Linked DNA regions of Danio rerio: region 1 is linked to region 2. Evidence: chromatin contacts called from public Micro-C data. All regions are on one chromosome and are shown on one strand. Each heading gives the region's core, a stretch centred on a gene start, on an enhancer-like site or on the middle of the called end of the contact. The rest is flanking DNA. Distances are from core to core; before and after follow the strand shown.

Region 1 (7,276 bases), core at 2,129-4,628, 280 kb before region 2:
AGTTAAACATGCACACTGTTTCTGTGTGTTTGCGTGAACTTTGTAACAATATTGAACAAATACATCAAATAATCAAAGGTAAAGTTCTTACTGTAGTATTTTTCACAATGGTTACATGAGATCAGCTTTCTTCATGTCTGTCACTGTGCTGTTTATCTCACGCAGCCAGAGATTGAGGCCCACTCTGACATGGTGGGCGAGGAGAAGTAGCATTAAAAGCACTGGCAACAAATACAGCTACATTGTTCAGAGCAGAAATTCCAATATTCTAAAAGGTATAACAAATAATCGGATGGGTGTTTTAAGCTGAAACTTTACAGACACATTCTGGAGACACAAAAGACTTCTCTTAAATCTTGAAAAAGGAGTATAATAGGTGCCCTTTAATATTGCTGAAGTGTGATCACATATATTTAATGTAGCATCTTAAAATTTGTAAAAAAGCTGAATAATTACTTGAATTCTTTTGACTTAAATGTTAATTAATAATACCACCTGATATTTTTCTCTTTTATTACTATATAACAACACATTTGCATGCTTTTTATTCTACAACATTAGTTTTTTTTATTTAATATTGAGTGTTTTATTAATTTATTTGTTGTTGTTGTTGAAAATTCTGCACTAGTGCATGGATTTGTACATGTATTTCAAAGATCGGATTGCTGTTTTAAGGTATTCATGGAGAAGGATCTACATTTTCCACCCTGTTTGGACTCCTCATGTGGGACATCATTTTCATGGACGGGGTTCCTGATGTCTTCCTAAACCCCTACCAGGTACAGAATAATTAAGGAAAGAATGCTGTTTGATTCTCACATTAAGGGTCAGGACATGCACACACACACACACACAGGTCAATAATTTCATAACTCCCTGCCCTTTCCCAGACGTGTCCTCTGGATTTGCACACGGATTGTTTCTATGGCAGTCGGCGGGAGGCCATCGAGGCTCGTGCAGAGATGTTGCGTGAGGCATCTGTAGAGACACTGCAGGATCTGATCGCTGATGTGTGGAGCACGCAGGAGGGAAGAGTGTGTGCGCTGATAAACTGGGAGCGATTCTCCACGCCTCAGCAGGCACAGGTAATCACACACTCTATACTGCTAGTCTGTTTACACAACAACTATCTTAGTAATAGCCTTCGCCAGCTTGAATGAGGAAGCCTGTTTACAAATTGATTACTTTTCAAAAGTATAATTCAAATTGGCAATGAAGTCTGCCAATAATGGTATTGCAAATGTAATTTCTGAATCTCAACTGAGGCAAGAAATAGGCCATTCTCTTGAACTGTAGATTGTTTGTTCTGCTCTGAAAAAAAATATGTTTTGAATTTCTTTGTTGGTTTGTTTTTATTTTTGTATTTAGGTTGTGTTCACAATTGTACTTTGTTTTTCTTGGTTCATTCTATGGTGGCTGAGAGAGCTTAACATGCTGCAATTTAAGAAAACACATGCAATTACAAAAAACTAAGATATTCACCAGTTTGACAGCTGACTTGCTGCAAATCCTCACAACGCAAACATATAAAAAAAAATATGCTGCATTTTCCTACAACGTAAACAAATTAAAAAAACGCACTTCATTTTCTCACAACGCAAACAATTTACGAACACGTGCTGCATTTTCTCACAACGCAAACAAATTGATAAAATGCGCTGCATTTTCTTACAAAGCAAACAATTTACGAACACGCGCTACGTTTTCCCACAACACAAAAAGAATGGAACACAACAAATGTTTCAAGGGGGCCCATGTTTGAGGGACGCTGCTGTGCCATGACTATTGTGATCTTTAAAAGGTGAGTTTTTTTTTCTTTGTTTATTTTAACCCTTTAAGGTGCACTCCTTGAAAATATTTTTTGACCCACATCGTATATTGAATAATATGCTCGCAAAATTCTGATAAATAGTAATAAGAAATTTCAAAAAAATTGATAACCTATGGTCAACCAGGTCGTTATGATGCCTGATACTCTGATTCCTATGTCTTTAGTATTTATTAGCCTAAATAACCATAACCTAAATAGTTGGGTCTGTCACGTTTTAGGGTCTCCTTGAAACATTTACATTGTGTTGTGAGAAAATTCAGCGCATTTTTGTAAAAGTGTTTGCGTTGTGAGAAAATGCAGCACATTTTATTAATTGTTTGCGCTGTAAGAAAATGCAGCGCATATTTTAATAATGTGTTTGCTTTGTGAGGATTTGCAGCAAGTGTGCTGTCAAACTGATAAAGATATTTTCTCAATTTGCTGGTTGTAACTGTTTTTTTGTAACTGCACTTGTTTTCTTAAATTGCAGCGTGTTAAACTCTCTCAGCCACTGTATCATTCTGTCCTGACCACAGATCAAAAGTCCTTATTAACTTACGGCTCGTTCTACTGATCGGTGGGGTTCAGTTCAGTACAGTACACATTTATTTCCATTTCCACTGTCAGAAATACTAAAATCTAAACCATACCACTTTTTTGTGAGCATTTTGTAAAAGTATCTAGCACAACAGTACCAAAAGGGTGTGATAGACTCACTTTTACAGAGAAACGTAATTTGTGCGTGTAACAAGACAACAAAGGAGCATTTTGAAAAATACAGTCAAAACTACTGTGACAGCGTGCAGCAATGAACTATGCTCAAACAAAGCCTGTTTCTTCTTGAGGCAAACAGCCATGACAGGAAGCAAGAACAGGATCTGCTGTATGTCCTCTATTTTTGTTTACAGGGCCATTCACGTCTTGCATTTAAACATGTGAAAAACACATGGGGCATTTTTGTTTTTATTTGCTCACACTTGCTGCATGTCTACATTTGAAATAATAAAGGAGTTCAGAAAGGATTCGATATGTAAATGGATAGTACAGTTTTCTTTTTTTTAAGTGAGAATAATGTTGATCTCAACTTATCAGCATACAACACTCCTGGCAGTGGAAACACATGCCTGGTCAACTTCAGGGTGACCCATACAAGATTATACTGTACTGAATTATACCGTGTTGCTCACTGGAAATGAGGCATTAGCCTTGACATTGTCATGTTTAATTCAAAACTTAAACATGCAGAGAAAAAAGACCTTGTGACAGAACTTACTGGACATCCAGAACTGTGTTATGTGTTGAACCAAACATGCTTTATGTGTGCATAATTGGAATTTTTAAAACCTGAGAACTAAAGCAGTCAAAGCATCATCAGGGATTCATCTGTCACACATAAATAAAGATGCAAGGATCCTGACACCTGTATTGAATTGTACTGGGAACATTTGTGACTATGATAGTTGAACTGCATGGGATTTGTCTTTTTAGCAGTCTCGATCTGCTTGTTTGTTTCACACCTAAGTTCAGTTGGTGGCATTGACACTCACTCAAAAGACTGCACTGACAGGGCAATCAAGTTGTTTTGATCAAACCAAAGCTGCCAAGTGTGAGCACACCCGTACCGGAATGTGTTAAGGTAATTCACATCTTCTTGATTCTCAGTGTATACACACCTGTGCATACTCCATACACTGTTATCATAGATTGGCCAGTTTGTTCTGCAGACTTATTTTCAGGCCCACTCACATGTTTAAAACCTATTTAGATTTGCTTGAAGTTTGCCCTGGAAAGTGGAGTGTTTCTAATAAAGTATCTGTTTCATATGGTAATGAAAACAGTGTTTCCTGCAGGTGGTTTGTCAAGCCTACTCACCTGCATTAAGTACACTCAGAATTGCACAATTTTTAATGTAACACACTTGTTATAACTGATGTAAAGGAACTACACATCAATTGCATGTCTTGTGGATAGCGTGGTGACGTAATGATGTTAATCGAATTATGTGCTATGACATGTAAAACGAGATCATGAAATAAACTTTTAAAAAGCAACTCATGTAAACACCTTAATCATATTATTTTCTTATTCAGATTAAGGCAAATAATTCAATTTTGATGTCCTTGTAAAGGTAGTCAATGATACTCAACAAGGACTAAGGAAGCATCTGGAAATGAAATGGAGTACATGCACACAGACTTTTAATTTCAGTCAGCCAGTCCCCAGGGTTTCCTGTGAATTGTCATCCAATACAAAATCGCCAGCGATCTTCACTGCTTGGCTGAGATACAATATAAAGTGGGTATCAGACCAAACAAGGAGCACTGCATTAATTTCTATTTTTCTGCGCCATGTCTTCAAAATATAAAAATGAATTTTAACCCAGTATTTTCATTTCTGTTCAGTATTTTCATTTGAGTTTCTGCACTAGCTTGCTGCTAATGACGGTGCCTGCATTTAAACGGTCTTTCATCTCTTTGTAGGCTTTAACAACTAATTGGATGCTTAAGTCTATTTAACTGATTATATTTTAATTACATTACAACATCGATGCTGTGAAAGCAACCTTATGAAATTGAAAATAGTCACCTAAACCTTTCACTGGAAGTTCATCATTGGCTGGAAAACGCTAGCTGTGCATATTATTTCAATCAGATGTTTTGTTTCTGCATTGTGCTGTAAGTGGTAGACCAATTTGAGACACTTTAGGCTCTATTTTGACAATCTAGGCACAAAGTTGCATGCCGCAAAAGTTAGGGTTAGGACGTTTCCGAATTTGCTTTTGCTATTTAAAGGATGGAAAAATATGGTTTGCGCTGCGCTGCATGGTCTAATAGGGTTGGGCTTATTCTCTTAATGAGTTATGGGTGTTTGCGTTTGAACATAATGTGCATTAAACCAACCAGAGTCTCATCACCCATTCCTTTTAACAGTCAGTTGCGTCACGCCATGACACATTTGCTACTTACATGGCAGACTTTGTAAGTGGAAAAACTGAATGGTAAAACTGAGTCCATAAAGTTGTGCAAATGTATTTGCTATTTAAACAACATGACGCAAAATGTGAAAATTAGGCTTGCACTGACCTGAAAGTAGCAAAAAAATCATGCTAAACCCGTCTTGTGCCTTATTGCGCCGTGTCTGATAGGGCCTTTCATGTTCCTAGATGCAAGCACAATGTTAAAGCTTTATTTTCTCTATATTTTAGAGTCTAGTGGCATGCCTTGGTGGCCACTTCTTGAGTGGTGTGTTCCTCAGAATGGCCAAAGACTACAGGCACTGCAGAGGAGGACTTCCAGATCTGGTGGTCTGGAGTACTTCCAGCAACAAGTATAAGGTGAGGCTTTTAAACACTCCAAAAAGTAACTTTTTTTAAATGCTTTACTAAGGTGGTGTAGGGACCTTAAATGTTGCTCATTTGAGATACATTTGCCTTCTAGCTGGTGGAAGTGAAGGGCCCTAATGACCGTCTGTCCCAGAAGCAACAGATATGGCTGGATGAGCTGCGTAAACTCGGGGCAGATGTAGAAGTGTGTCACGTCACGGCTACTGGAGCACGAGGAGCTCGACGGGAGTGAAGCTGCTGTCACTCTCAGAAGGAAAGTTAGAAATGCTTGAAGCAACACTGGATGGATTTAATGATGCATTAAAGTTTGACCTCAATTTGCCACTGATCTGATGTAAGAAAAGAATATTAATAGGCACTCTAAGGGGATTTATTCCCCATCTGAAGACTGTTAAATTACCTCATGGCGCTGATTGACTGACTTTTATTATTGTGCTCATTGTAAAGTGAGAATATATTTGAATGACTTTTTTAATGTGACATTTATAGAATAAATCATTTTAAAGAAATTAAATAAAAGCATTTTAAAAGGTTTTTGAAATGTTAATAATGCTTAAATAGTGATGCAAGACATAAGCACATAATGTTGCAGCTCGTAAAATAGGATTCCATTATGTTTTGTTATGTCTATTATTGTGGTCAAAGAACTATGCATGACCACATTCCTTTTCACTGCATATTCATTCAAGCATATCCTTCACGTCTGACAGCCAGAATTAAACATACTCTTTTGTTGCAGAAGTCAAACTTAGCTCTTTTTTAAGATCTATTCAAAACAATGCCATACACTGTTGTTTTAGTAAAGCATGCCTTTCGTTATGAAGTTTGCATGTCTCTGTAAAGCACATTCATTAGGTAAATGCTTGTAAAAGGGCACTTGAATTTTCTTAATGTTTAGTTAGTAAATTTCAATGTAACACTGAACAACAGAGGTGAACAAGGTAGCATTAAAACCCACTACTTTAGTCATTCAATAATTATAAAAAACACAAAATAAATAGTTTATATTAGTAATATCCTGCTTGCACTTATGAAATAAGTTACAAAAAAACCTACAAAACCTTAACGTAAATTTAATGTTTTTTTGTATTCCAAAATGTTGAATGAAATGCAGTTTAATCTAGAAGCTTTCTAAATCATTTATAATTTCCACTGCTAGTCTTCAAAATCAATGCTCATAAATATATATTTTTTAAATTGTGTAAATTGTTCTCTGACTGGCTGCACAATGCAATACTTTAGCTGCTTTATTTGAGGAGTTTGTGAAAAGATGACATGAGTATAAATATTGGATGTTTATTCCCAAAAATATGATTGTACGTGAGGGTATTGACAGCAAACATACTACTGCATGCTGTAGTCTGTTGTTGCCCTGCCAGCAACTGTGAATGCCTGACTCAACATGTCTGCTATCATTCAGTCTACCTTAATGTAAAATTAACAAGCATTTATTAAGATATCTGCATGGCAAGCTGTTTTGACATTTATCCTCAAAAGCACAGTGTGTAATTTTTGCCACTAGAGGGCCTGTATTCCCAACAAACAAAGTAGTTTAATGAGACTAAGAGTTGCAGTCTTCATTACATCGTACAGGCTTTCTTGCAGAAATCAGGTTTATAAATAAGCTAAAGTATTCAAGACATTATAATGGTAGTTTAAGGACAAGTAATGCTGTTGAAGTAAAGCAAGATCCCTGAAGCAATTGCTAATGAGAGACTAGCACGATGGATTTATTATGCCACAGTCGATTAGAATAATACGTTTTTATTTGGCCGGTCTTCTGATTTTGGGAAAGAAGCAGCACTGTTTTATTATACTAAATACAGTTTAGTACAGTTTACTGTAATAATGCTTCTCTGTGCAATATAATAAAATGCACAAAGCGTTTTGTTTTCTTTTTTTTTTTTATAACACCAAACCAGAAATCGAGGATGTAAGAAGTCATTAGCATGGCGACACGACTCTGCCAATGTCTCTTGTTAATATTGTTTATTTTTATTACTTAAACTCACTGGCCACTTTATTAGGTACACCTGTCCAACTGCTCGTTAATGCAAATTTTTTAATCACCCAATCACATGGCAGCAACTCAGTGCATTTAGGCATGTAGACATGGTCAAGAC
Region 2 (7,522 bases), core at 2,832-5,331:
AAAATAAACGTCTGATTTATTTTGTAGAATTTACAGAACTATTTTACTTAAACTATACTAAAACGAATTCTTCTCAAATATCATATACATATAATATTTGAATTTATACAGTTTTGTTGTACAACATGTTAAACGACAAAAACATTAATGTAATTTATTTGTAGGCCTAGATATTTATATTTGACTACATTTTAAAACATCTATCCCAGGGTTTTTCAAAGTCTAAGACAGTGGAGCTCCCTTTTGACACAACTTATCCATTGGCGCCCCCCTCCACCCAAACACGCACACGCACACACACACACACACACACACACACACACACACACACACACACGCACATATATATATATATATAAAGACACAGACAGATGTCAGACGGTTAACTCACTTTTATCATCATTTGCATGAAAGTACAGAGTAATAACAAGTATTTTAATATAACGTTTTTAAAACTAGGATGATGGTTTAATATGAATAGAACAGATCCAAGAACTGTCCATCCCAGTCACAACAGTCGAAGTTTAGCGGGTCTCATGCTGTCATTAGCCAAAATATTTTGACAAACCACACATAAAGGTCGTGGTTCATCAGCTGGTCCTGTCCACGTAAATCCTAAACGCAAATACTGATCATCATATCGTCGTCTTTTGGGTTTAAGCCCTGAATTTGAAGGCTTTTGTGACGAGGGGGCGTGGCCGAGAGCCGTGGGAACGGAGTGAGGCCACCGCGTGAGTGGATAAACCTGCGGTGCGCACCTGCCTCAGATCCCATGGAAGGAGCCCTGGATCATAAAAGGAGGAACGTGGGCAGGGGAAGCCGAGAGAGGACCGGACCCGGACATATTTTACTTCTGCTTTCAGTTTGACGGCAGTCTCCGTGAGGAGCTGCCGTCCGTTTGTTTTGGTTTAGACGGCAGCCTCCTTAAGGAGCTGCCGTCACTGTCATTAATAAATCACTATAAAACTGCTTCGGTTCTCCGCCTCCTTCTTCCCGGCGGCCAAAGGGCCGTGAACTTTACATTACAGCTTTGAATCGGGGGGTTCTCAGAAACCGACCCATTGTACTAGCAGGCATATACCTGTATTGGCGGGCTTGCCAAACAGAAGCGAATTCACAGCTATGGCCTTCTGGGTAAAAAAGGTTTTCTTATATTTGACGTATTTTTTTTTTTTTTTTTTTGCTTTGTTTAATTAAAACGTTTAAATATAATAAAAAATACATATAATAATTAAACTTAATAATTATATTTTTATTATATTATATTTTTTCCTGCGCCTCCCCTGACATGCTCTGGCGCCCCCCAGGGGAGGCACGCCTCACACTTTGAAAACCCCTGATCTATCCCATCTATTAAGTTTTATTAATTAATTTTTGATGATAAAAATATAAAAAAGTAAGAATAAAGTATTGCAAACTAACTCTAACTCTTAGTGTCGATAAAAGGATCTGGAACAAATAACAAGAGAGAATGAGATGTCAGCCAAAGAAAGAAAAAGATTGACAAAGACTTTAAACGGGAGAGTGACAAATGGATTCAATTAATAGGCACTAATACGGGACTCCCATTTATACTTGCCAAGTCAATTGGATTGATTCTCCGTGCTTTGGCTCAAATCCAATCCACTGAACAAATGCCAGATATATTTGTATTTTAAAGTTCAAGTCAATAGTGCGATGAAGTCTTTAGCAAATGTCACGTGCTGCCACCATTTGATCAACTATTCTCACACATGTGCGTCCTACAGCATAAACTACTGTAATTTAGCGCACACCATTCAACCCCAGTGGAAACGAAATGTTCAAAAACATTAAATGCACTTAATTACTCCCTAAAGCCAGATGAGGTCTGGGACCAGAGGCATGATTATGTAAGAAAGCAATAGCGCGAAACACACTTATAGCCTTCTTTACGACAGCTTGTTAGTGCTCTACTGTCAGGTTTGGGGAAGCCAGGGATGCGAGCATTTGACACGCTCTGAATCTATAACTGGTCTAGCCGCTGAATCGAAGGCTTTCAGAAATGAAAATGGGGTCTTTACAATTGCATAGCTGCTTCAGACACTTTCAGAATAAACTCTAATAATGAATGGCGCTCAGCTGTTTACCAATGCAGGCTGATTCTGGAACAGACATTGCAGAAGACGTGTCAAGATTGAGATAAGTAATGGAATTCTCTCAGAAAGTATAGGGGGAAATCAATTCCCTTACAAGCAGCTGTGCTCCGTATCTTAAGTCTCGACGAGAAAATCGTGTACACATGCTCACCATCCATAAAAGACAAATTATCTACAGCACCTCATTATCTGCATAACCCCGCCTCCACTATTGTATTTACACTAGGGTGCATCTGGTGCCTTTGGCTTTTCTTTCCTGAGGTTTTTAATTAGTTTTCGTCCCCTTATATGTTCTGGTTACCTGAGACTGTATCTGGGTCTGGAACTGAACTACTTTATTATCACTCTCTTAAACGTTTTAACTTCTCCCCCTAAAAGCAATGTGGAAATCTCGAGAGGTATGTCCATCAGATAATTATCCAGCACCAATGAAGAACAATACTGAGGCAATACTTTGACCTACTAAATCAATACTGCTGAGACCTCGCCACAGCAGCCAACCACAAAGCATAACTGCCAGGCTCACAGGAAAAGCACAATAAATTATTTAGGTTCTCTGAGATAAATTCAGAGCAAAAGAAAACTGTTGTATAAGCTCAAGATGCTGAAAGGTACAGTCAAATGTATGCAGCGTTGTAGCTACTAGAGAATATTTGGTGTGTTTTATAATTGGGTTGATTTTTCTAGTGCACATTCGAGAAGCTGAACAGTATTTGGATACGGCTGGGACAGCGCGTGTGCATGCAGTTATAGAGTGCCATTGGGAGGGCTTTATCTCATCCTGAAGGGGGGTCTTTCAGCTGTAAATTATTTTACTCTTCAAAAATGGCTACTCAAATGATTTACCTTGAACAAAAACTATTTATTTAAGTTATTTTTCATTGTATTTCTAGATTTTTTGCTAAGAATGTCCATTATATAGGCGTTATTAGGACACTGCAATCATATAATAGTAATAAATTAAACAAAAACATTGAATGAAAATTTGTTTTTCTGAAATTTAGATTTAATCTTTAAACTTTCTGTCTTTCTGTGTAGCTCTTCTGCTTGCTTAGGGACTTTTAAGACTCACCATTCCATTGTTTTAGGCTTTTTGCGAATTAGACAGACACCAAATTTAATGCTAGACAATTTTTATCACCATTTGATGACCATTTAAAATCGCTCGGTGGCACTAGTTTCCGAGTGCGCGGAGAGATATGCGAAAGTAGTATGTTTCTGGTATGTTTCTATCGTCAACTATGTCCAATTAGGTTACTGTACAAAAACTGATTGCTTGCAACTAACCAATCAGAATTACAAAATCCATGTATTAAAGTATGCAAAGCATGTTAGATAACAACATGCAACTGAAATGCATAAAAGAAAGAAAAAATAAAGACAGAATTAAAAGTTAAAAGTAGATAAATTCATAAAGTGCAATTGCTTTTTGTATTCCCAAAGCATCAAAGGCTTACTAGTTGTGTATGAGTCATTAATGTCTAATTAATGCTTAAAACTCTTCTGAGGTTACTGAATTAATCAACTAATTAATGAATAAATTAGTTCATTACTTTATTCGGGAAACCGAATAAAAGTTGAACGGTCGCGCGCACTTCATATTTCATAACACAGAGAAAATGAAACACCTACATCCAAAATGACTGAGATGCCCTTTCGAGGCTCCGGCGCGAAGAACTGCTCCTGAGCCACCGCCGCCTCCTCCTTCGCGTATTCCCGGGTAGAGATGCTTTTATTGTCGCTCATCTTGGTGACTATCCAGCGGACGAGCCCGTCTATTCCACCGGGCTGTGCGCCGCTGTTTCCGGACTGTGCAGCCGTCGCTGTCTCGCTGTCCTGAGCCCCGGGTGTGGGCTGGTCTTTGCTGTCCTGTGCCCGGAGTTTTGCTTGTTCTTTGTGGAGCAGTTTGTGGACGCCGTCCCTGCAGTAGCGCGCTGCTTGTTCACACATCCTTTTGCCGCGGAGCGTTCATGCTGCGCGCTATGGGGGCGATCCCTCCCTCTGCTATGACATCAGCGGCTCCCAGCCCAAAACTCAGCCCTTCTGACACTCCAAATTGGAGCAGTTAAGTAAATGCCATGAATTTAGTACAGTTGCAGTAGAATAAGATACAATACATGAGAGAAAATGCATTATTTGCAATTTAGAGAGAGGATCAACTAAGAGAACTGATAGCAGACAATAACTTTTGAATTAATGATGGTAGTTATTTTAGTCCTGTTTTACCAAATATTCTACTTCATCTCTGTAAAGTAGCCAATTTAACGGTAGCTGTATTAAAACCCAGGAATAACCCCGCGAAAAACGAGCCAATGGTTACCCTGATTGTGATGATGGGCGTATATGATGACAGAATTTTCATTTTTAGATTAAATATCCCCTTATTTCCACTAACTTAAGAAGACACAACTGATTATATACATTCAAGTCTATATTATGCATGTGCATTATTGTTTTATGATGAAGCAAATTATTATAATTTATGGAGTATGTGTTGCTTTCAGTAAATACATTTTCAGTGATTCATACCATACTCAGAAGGTGTAAAACTCAATTCCTGGAGGGCCGAAGACCTGCACAGTTTAGTTCCAACCCTGCTCCAACACACTTACCTGTAGGTTTTAAACAAGCCTGAAGGACTCAATTAGTTTGATCAGTGTGTTTAATTAGGGTTGGAACTAAACTGTGCAGAGCTGCGGCCCTTTTGGAACTGAGTTTGACACCTGTGCCATACATTGTCAACAAATCGGCAAACTGTTACCATGTTTACCTTGTGGAAAGAAGTGAAAAGAAACACTTGAATAACTTCTAGGTTCCAAAACCTATAATTCTGAATGAAAAAAAATTTGCATCTTTTTTTAAACAAAACCCCCATTTTACCAAATGTACAAAAAACTGTGAAGTCTTTGCATTAAGTTAAAAGTTTTTGGCATACAAAAAGACAATGTTGTTAATAGTGTTCCCATTTGCTCATACTGTATCAGCAAAAATTGATATGCATGCACATGACAAAATATTTTTGTATTTTGTACACAGAAATTAAAATGGTATAGTTTTTGTAGACACTCTCTCTGAAACACAATCTGAAATGTTTGCATTTCCAGGCCCCTAAAACACTCTATTATAAAGGAATGGCAGAAATCCACAAAAAAGTTTCAGTTTTGTTGGCACCAATGGATTAGTAGTTAGTGCGTTGACATATAGCACCCATGTTTGATTCCCAGCTTAAGGTCCTTTGCCTATACTACCCCTTTCTCTGCTCCCTATGCTTTCCTGTCTTCACGATTGACCTTATTCTTAATGTACGAGCAGGTGCAGCCATTGGAACTAAAATTGTCTGTAGTGTAGGTGTGTGAATGAGAGTGTATGGGTTCCCAGTGATGGTTTGCAGCTAGAAGGGCATCCGCTGCGTAAAACACATGCTGGATAAGTTGGCCGTTCGTTCTGCTGTGGCAACCCCAGGTCAATAAAGGGACTAAGCCGAAAAGAAAATGAATGAATGAATGAATGAGTTCCTCTATTGGCAGCTAAATTGGTATATCTAAAACAATTGCAAAAACAAGTACACTTCCACAGTGAAGAATAAGGTCACTAAAAGTCTATAAAAATGTACGATTAAAGACCTTTAAAAATAATGATAAAAAATCAGTTTCTAGGTCTATCCAACTATTATTATGTGCTTTATTGGATCTTGCATAAAGAAACACTGGATGTAAATATGTGCATACAGTACACTTTAAAAAAAAAGCGTTCAACTGAGTCATTCATTCATTCATCATCATCGGAAGATGCCACAACGGAAAGAATCACCAACTTATCCAGCATATGTTTTTTTACGCAGTGGATGCCCTTTTAGCTGCAACCCATCACTGGGAAACACCTATACAATTTTGCATTCACACACATACACTATGGCCAACTTAGCTTTATCAATTCACCCACAGTGCATGTTTTTGGACTGGGGGGAAACCAAAGCACCTGAAGGAAACCCATGCGAACACAGAGAGAACATACAAACACAACACAGAAATGCCAACTGACACAGCCAGGGCTTGAAACAGTGACCTTCTTGCTGTGAGGCAATTGTGCTACCCATTGCACCACCGTGACGCCTTCAACTGAATCACATTTACCAAATAAATTCATTTATGCAAAATAAAAAAGTCATATGATTTTGTCTCTGTGATGATGTGATTGAGTAACTGCATTAACTAGTGGAGGGATCTCATCTAACACCATCTCAAATGTTGTTTTAAGCATTGTGAGAATTTCAAAGTGAAAGTTTGTCATCAAAATAATGCACAACACATTTTTATGAAGGAAAAAGAGCTGCTGATAAATCAACCATGTTTCTCTTAAAGGTTATTCTCTCAAAAACATGAGACAGAAAGAGTGCTTTATTCACAAATACCGTCATCTGATTTTGCACACAAGTAAAATGTGCAACTTTTGATGGATACAGAGCTCTGTAAATGCCCATTCAAACAACTTATAATGTTTTATGATTTCTTAAAGGGGTGGTCCAAAGTGATATCATATTTTGAACTTTAGTTGATGTGTAATGTAGCTGTGTGAACATTAACAATATCTCTGAATGTAATACTCTTAAAGTTCAATGCAAAGTGAGACATTGGCTTTTACAGGGTTAGCTTAGGAAAGCCTACAGTGAATAAATTTGGGCACTACAAAAAAATACATCCAGGCTAGTGAGATCACAAATGCTTCAGGTTACGAACATTCATCATGCGCACACACTCCACGCAACAGAGGGGCGTGGCCAGAGGCACAGTAATGTTATAGCAGAGAAAGCTAAAATGCCATCCAAACGCTAAAATTTCCACAGAGCTTCCTCTGTTTCAGTATTTGAGCTTACAAAGGACACAACACAAAGACAAAAGGCCTTACAGTTTAATTTTAATTATGTTCCAGAGAATGGTAAAAGTATATAAAGCTAGCATTTGACAAAGGATAGCTTCCAGAATCTCTCCCACTTCAGTGCTGGATTCGGCTAAAAACTATTTAATATAAGAGCAGCTCTAACCATAATAGCAGAAGCTGTGGATTGTGAGCCACAAACTGTAAGTATTTTTATTTGTTAAAATCTATCTATTACATTCACAGTTTCTATTATCGGTATGTTGTGGCAAGGATGTAAACAAGGATGTAAGCAACGTGAAATGCTGTTTGGCACTGTTAACATTTTAGCTGCAAATTCATATAGAGTATATCAAACCACTGTAAACACCCACAATCTTTACCAGCGCTGCAGTGTCTCTCTATGCGTCCGCTTTCCCTGCTTTGTACATTTCAAATAACAAACTAGCAAAAGATATGGGAAACTTTTATATTACTTACACATGCTTATGACACAAATATGTCGTGGAGCTAATCTGCAAATCACAGCA

What was found. Hi-C and Micro-C count contacts between places; a contact is called where the count stands out from the background.
Region 1: a Micro-C map of caudal fin shows a contact between it and region 2, with 11 times the contacts expected there. The contact joins the enhancer-like site here to the promoter of necab2 in region 2. A contact is called at or near these places in 2 of 18 Hi-C or Micro-C datasets (caudal fin and an unstated tissue).

What each region holds. Positions count from the first base shown.
Region 1 is chr18:23,076,608-23,083,883 of GRCz12tu, reverse strand. It overlaps fan1 (FANCD2 and FANCI associated nuclease 1), which reads left to right. Exons shown (of 14, transcript NM_001045081.2): 11 at 676-779; 12 at 891-1,085; 13 at 5,016-5,144; 14 at 5,248-5,687. The coding sequence ends at 5,385. Among named protein-coding and RNA genes, the nearest start is that of mbtps1, 5.5 kb to the right of the region's middle. Within about 2 kb of position 3,378, at least 1 of the 62 cell types and tissues checked has an H3K27ac peak or open chromatin away from gene starts, as enhancers often do. A contact at or near this core is called in caudal fin, where this site is marked.
Region 2 is chr18:22,794,849-22,802,370 of GRCz12tu, reverse strand. It overlaps necab2 (N-terminal EF-hand calcium binding protein 2), which reads right to left and starts at 4,081. Exons shown (of 13, transcript NM_001328213.1): 1 at 3,750-4,081. The coding sequence starts at 4,067.